Regions from separate parts of the Gasterosteus aculeatus genome. Here region 2 is linked to region 1. A link is a contact called in public Hi-C data. All regions are on one chromosome and are shown on one strand. The core of a region is the stretch at or near the end of the contact, and the rest is flanking DNA. Distances in the headings are between cores, read along the strand shown. Region 1 overlaps srebf1 (sterol regulatory element binding transcription factor 1). Region 2 overlaps fam20ca (FAM20C golgi associated secretory pathway kinase a).

Region 1 (2,598 bases), core at 47-2,546:
GTTTGATGAGTCATGGTTATGAATGCCTGACGGTGTGTTCATCTTGTTTTAATAATTCCCAGTGCATGTTAGACTAGGAGGAAAAAAACATTAGAAAAAAGTTTGAACGTATGCCAAACAATAAAAGCCCCCAGACTTTTAACTTTTTAGTCTAAAGTACTTGCGTAAAGAGTAAGGAATAATACGGTTATACGTACTCTTCGCATTGCAGGCCTGAAGCTATGAGCCAGCTTGCGTAGGGAACTGAGGTCTTGCTGAAAGCCTTGGAGCTCCGGTGGGGACGCCTGGTGGACCCCCACCGGGCCGCCGGTACCCACCGGCCCAGACGCCACCGGACCGACCACCTGCTGCTGCAGGCGCCACACGTTGGTCCTCATCACCAACAAGAGATCACACAACAGCAACTGGACAACCTAGAGAGAGAAAGACACAACCGGAGGATACATTTTACTGCCTTAAAGTAACATCGCTGACAAATGACCCTGGGTACGGAAATGTGACAAAACATAAAAGCTATATTTAATCGTGGTGGCTGAAAAGGCGCAATGTATCCGTTTTAGACGTCATATTGAGGAACAATCACATAAAGACATTTTTTTTCTCTAGGACACCGGTTACCAATTTGAAAAAGACAAAACGATATTTGTTTTCCTGGACAGCAGAGAGATTTAGCCCAACATGAACCTCAACAGAGCTCTACTCAAAAGTTATGAGTCATTTTCCACCCCCACTATGTGCGTTCTGCTGTTCGTGGCCCAGCTCCGTGTTGCACTGCAGGTGCATTGCACTCCGCTGAGACACACATGCAATGCAACTACAATGCACCACAGCTCTGGCCGTAGACGTGCACACGCTGTGCGCTACCTATCCACCAGCATCACCATCTGCCGAATGCCAGAGGGTAGGACACCGCTGCAGCAGAGAGCCGCCGCCGCCACAGGGGGATTCGCAGGCTGTGCTAAAGTGTGTGGCTTTGAATTGAGGAAAGTACGTGTGTGTGTGTGTGTGTCCTCAAGTGTATGCGTGAAGGGCAATCTTCTGCGTTTAGAATTTGATACACGCACACGTGTAGGGACATCTGTCACTAAGAGCATTCATGTGTTCAAATTTCTAATGCAGATGCTGTGGCCCCAACAGAACTTGACTTTAATTTGCCAAGATCTGAGAGCGTGCGCGCGTGCGCGTGTACCTTGTCTAAACTGGAGCTGTGGCAGTGTGGTCCTAGGTTGAGGCTGTCTCGAAGCAGGGCGCTGGCCTTGTCGCTGTAGCTCAGACTCAGCTGGCAGTTCTCTGGCTTGGACAGCAGCGCCCGCACGGCCCTGAATGTGTTCAGACAAGTCTTGGGAAGAAGACTCCTGACAGAGAGAGGGGAGTGGGGGGAAAACAGACGACACACGGGTTCAACAAGGGAAAATTTGTGCCGGTTCTCTGCAGCCGAAAAGGTTACGAGACAGTCTTAGCCTGGCTGCAGATGTTGCCGCATGCGCCTGTCCAACTTACTCTGCGTTCTGCAGACTGCGGGGCAGGTGCTCAACAGTCGGATACAGTCTCTCGGCCGCGGCGTCGTCTCCTTGGAGCCAGTTGATGATCACCACGGTAACCGAGGACCACCACTTGGAGTGAGGGTCACAAGTATTTTGACCTCTGAATCGATCAGTTTCTTCCCTCTGGCATGCTGAGAGAAAGACATTTTGATGACGGCCTCTTAAGGGAAAGGTACTCTATTTAATAATCGGCCCACACACACACACACACTAATACTGTAAGCAACTCTCTGCCAAGAAAAGTCTCTTATTAAAATCCCTGCACAGCCTCCTTTTCCCTCCCGCTTCTCAAGGTGATCACCGATCTGACAGAGCTGAAGATAGATGAAGCAATCTAGCAGACACCCCCTCCCCCCCTCCACCTCAACCCCTTTCGCTCAGATCTGTGATCAGTGAGGACAAAAGGAAAGTGGAACTCAAGCCACTCAATCTCTCAAGTAAAAAAGAACTTTCTCAGTGTTTTCTCTTTTTTTATTAACACATTAAAGAAATCAAACAAACATTGTTGCCTGTCAACTGAATTATGGTACTCAATCGACAGTAATAACAGCAACTTACCAGTCACAGTGGCCATGTTGGAACCAACAGCAAAGGACTGGGAGGTGCCACCAGCGGCATCCGATGCGCTAATCAACAGCTGGAGGTACTCCAGGGCATCGGTGTACTCCCTGAGGAGAGACATTGGTTACTTAAGTCGCCACACAAAGACTTTTTCCAATCAGTCGTTTGTGGTAGTCCATTATTCTATGTTTATTGTTTATTGTAAAATAATGGTTCAACCGTGAGATTCTAATAAGAGAATCCCTCAAAAACATTTATTTTTGAAAGCGCTTCGTTCTCTCACCCTTCCCCCTGGCTGGGGCTTTTCTCTTCGTGAGGCTGAGCCACACAGTACAGAGCCTTCTCCAGGAGATGCTCCCTGAAAGCCTGAGTCACCTGGGCCAGAGGATCCACTGGAAAAGGGCCAACAGACCTTTAACATACAACTGCCTCAATGCACATCTACCAAACACACATGGAGCGGGTACTAAGTTTTTCCTGCACTGACCAGTAT
Region 2 (2,598 bases), core at 40-2,539, 57 kb before region 1:
AAAGAGGGTCATGGTAACGTTTTGGAGAAAGATGTTGGCGGGGACCCGAAGGCCACCCAGAGGACGCCGGGCCACAGGTAGTGAGGGCAAGACGCGCCAGGTGACGGGAAACGACACACACGTGAACGATGGACCGAGTCTGTGGCTGTTTTGACCAATGGGATCGCAGCGAGAGTCCACACAAGATATCGAGCTGAATTCAGTGAATTCCAAGACTTGCCATCATTGCCTCTCTGCAAGCTGCTTTTAAGTGTGCTCACACCAGGGGGGCGGGACAGGACGGGGGGGGGCTTTGTATCGAACAGATGCATTTTTGTTTTGTGGGACGGATAGGAACCGTCGATTCCTGACTGTTGCTGATTTAATTCTTTGTTTGTTCTGAATGTGGAGGGTGCCAGTTTGTTTTAGGTGTTTTATCACATTACTACGTAACCAAATGACAAAGTACTCTGACTTGTCGGCTCGTGTTGCCGGACAAAAAGCTTTATCGTTTTTTTCTTTGTAAAACATGTGAGGCCCGGGACTAAGCGCCAACCACCGCGGGAATAACAGCTTCAAAAAGGCTTTGCTGTCACAAAATGTCACAGTATCAGACCAGACTGACATGTTATCACATACTTCTGAACGGCATTAATCTGAGTGCAAGTATATTTAACTGTTTGTTCACTTTGCCTTATTCTGATTTGTGTCTCTTTTTTGAATCGTCTTCTTTTCCCCCATCTCCCGTGCAAGTGTAGCGTTCGTAAAATGCAGTACAACACTAAAATTGTGTTTTCCAAACCAAAAATAATGCAGAGAGACCAGATGGTTTGTTTGTGAAATGATCATTTCATTCAAATTCACTGACATTCTTAAATGAGCACCGGAAACATCTAGAGTTGTCTGTTGTGATACTGTTTTGCGATTCATGCATCACAAAATGTTAAAGTTTGTATGTGGAAATTTTATGAGATTTCATGTCAAGATAACTATTTATTGATGTGTCACAAAGATTGAGAGCCCTTTAATCACTTCTCTGTTATGCTGGTCTATACTTTGAGATATGATAACCTAAGTTACCATAGAGTTTAGCTATTTAAATTTCCTTTAAATACTATTTCTGATGTTCACTTGGTAGGACAACAACACGCCTATTTAATTTCTGACTCCTGTGCACTGGATGACCGGCGACCCGTTCAAGGAGAGAAGGACAGTACTTGAATGTTTTGGGGTCGGCAGTATAGACAACATGTATAGAGTTACAAATGGTGTACAGTCTGAGTGGAGACTTTTGCTTTGAGGGGGAGAACGGGGCTAAAAATGCCTCATCGATCCACCAGGAGGACTTTGGGCACAGTGCTTTTATCTTCACATTGTCAGTGTAAATACCCAAAGTCAGTTTGAAGACCTAAAAAGCTGCACCGTGATTTGCTTCTGTTTTCTGCTATTGCATTGTTACTGTGAAGATCTGTTTACTAAATGATTAAAGTGTGCAATGAAAACCAAAGTGTGGACACATCCCTGTCGTAACATTTTAACATTTTTCATTTCTTTTTAATTACATATATTATCCACATTTTGATGGCATACAACAACAATGGATGTAGGATTTTTGCAGTTTCCAGACAGTATTGTTTTGCAGGTTCACTCTTCCTCTTTTAGTTGTCTTTGTTTTCGTTCGGTCTGTTGCTCGAGACACAAAAAAGACATTTTAAGAATATCAGCTGCTGACAATATCTGTAAAACACAGAAACACAACACTTGTTGTGAACTGTTATTGTATATATCTATGAATTTCTTTGTTTGTTTTTTAGTCTTTGGCGTTTGGCACACCTCTTTACATCTAGAAAGAAAACACAGCAGGTTTTCGTGGAATATGGTTTTTAATCGTTCCACTAATCATAATACTGTAATGAAATGGCTCACAGACCAAACAGAGGTTAATTAATTCATACATCTTTGGCAAATCTTTGATTAGAAGGGAAAATTGATAAGCCGTTTTATGATTAAAACATGCAGTATTGCAGTATTGGAGCTGTCAGGTGGTATGTTGTGTGCTATGAATAAAAATGATGGCATAATTAATAAAACTGCTAATTTAACGACAAGCCAAAATCAACCAAGAGAAAATGTATTACCTGAATCATCTATGAAGCTTCCACATTAACATGATCTCACAGCGAAGGGAAACAAACATCACTTGCAGCCGACACATCTGCCACATCCATTCGTTGTAACGACCATAACGCACATAACTACACCTCCTTCTTTTGCTCAATGCGACGGTGTTAAACAACAGTAGACCGGCATGCATTTTGCAGCATAGCATTCATTATTCCAGCTTTAATCTCAGTAAAAGCCGGTAGTTCTTGTACCGCCCAGGAGATGGCGCGAGGGTACCGCGGCCGCGAGCTCAGGCAGAGCAGCCTGTTACAAGGCCTTAAGTCACCGAGCACTCAGAATGTTGGGGTCATGTTTTAGAGGTTTGCATACGTGCAGAGTTTTGTCAATCTACATACAAGTCATGAGCTCATTTTGCAAGAAATTACTACAGTGTTTGGAAAAGACGGGGTGCTTCGGTGTAATGATAACTTTTAACGCACTTCAAAGAAACGGCCA

What was found. Hi-C and Micro-C count contacts between places; a contact is called where the count stands out from the background.
Region 2: a Hi-C map of skeletal muscle shows a contact between it and region 1, with 9 times the contacts expected there. The contact joins two enhancer-like sites. A contact is called at or near these places in 2 of 6 Hi-C or Micro-C datasets (both in skeletal muscle).

Annotation. Positions count from the first base shown.
Region 1 is chr11:12,623,364-12,625,961 of fGasAcu3.hap1.1, reverse strand. It overlaps srebf1 (sterol regulatory element binding transcription factor 1), which reads right to left. Exons shown (of 19, transcript XM_040191039.2): 12 at 2,593-2,598; 13 at 2,389-2,497; 14 at 2,103-2,212; 15 at 1,501-1,675; 16 at 1,190-1,355; 17 at 198-413. Among protein-coding and RNA genes, the nearest start is that of srebf1, 8.1 kb to the right of the region's middle. Within about 2 kb of position 1,296, at least 1 of the 9 cell types and tissues checked has open chromatin away from gene starts, as enhancers often do.
Region 2 is chr11:12,680,057-12,682,654 of fGasAcu3.hap1.1, reverse strand. It overlaps fam20ca (FAM20C golgi associated secretory pathway kinase a), which reads left to right. Exons shown (of 10, transcript XM_040191312.2): 10 at 1-1,486. The coding sequence ends at 81. Among protein-coding and RNA genes, the nearest start is that of rai1, 4.3 kb to the right of the region's middle. Within about 2 kb of position 1,289, at least 1 of the 9 cell types and tissues checked has open chromatin away from gene starts, as enhancers often do.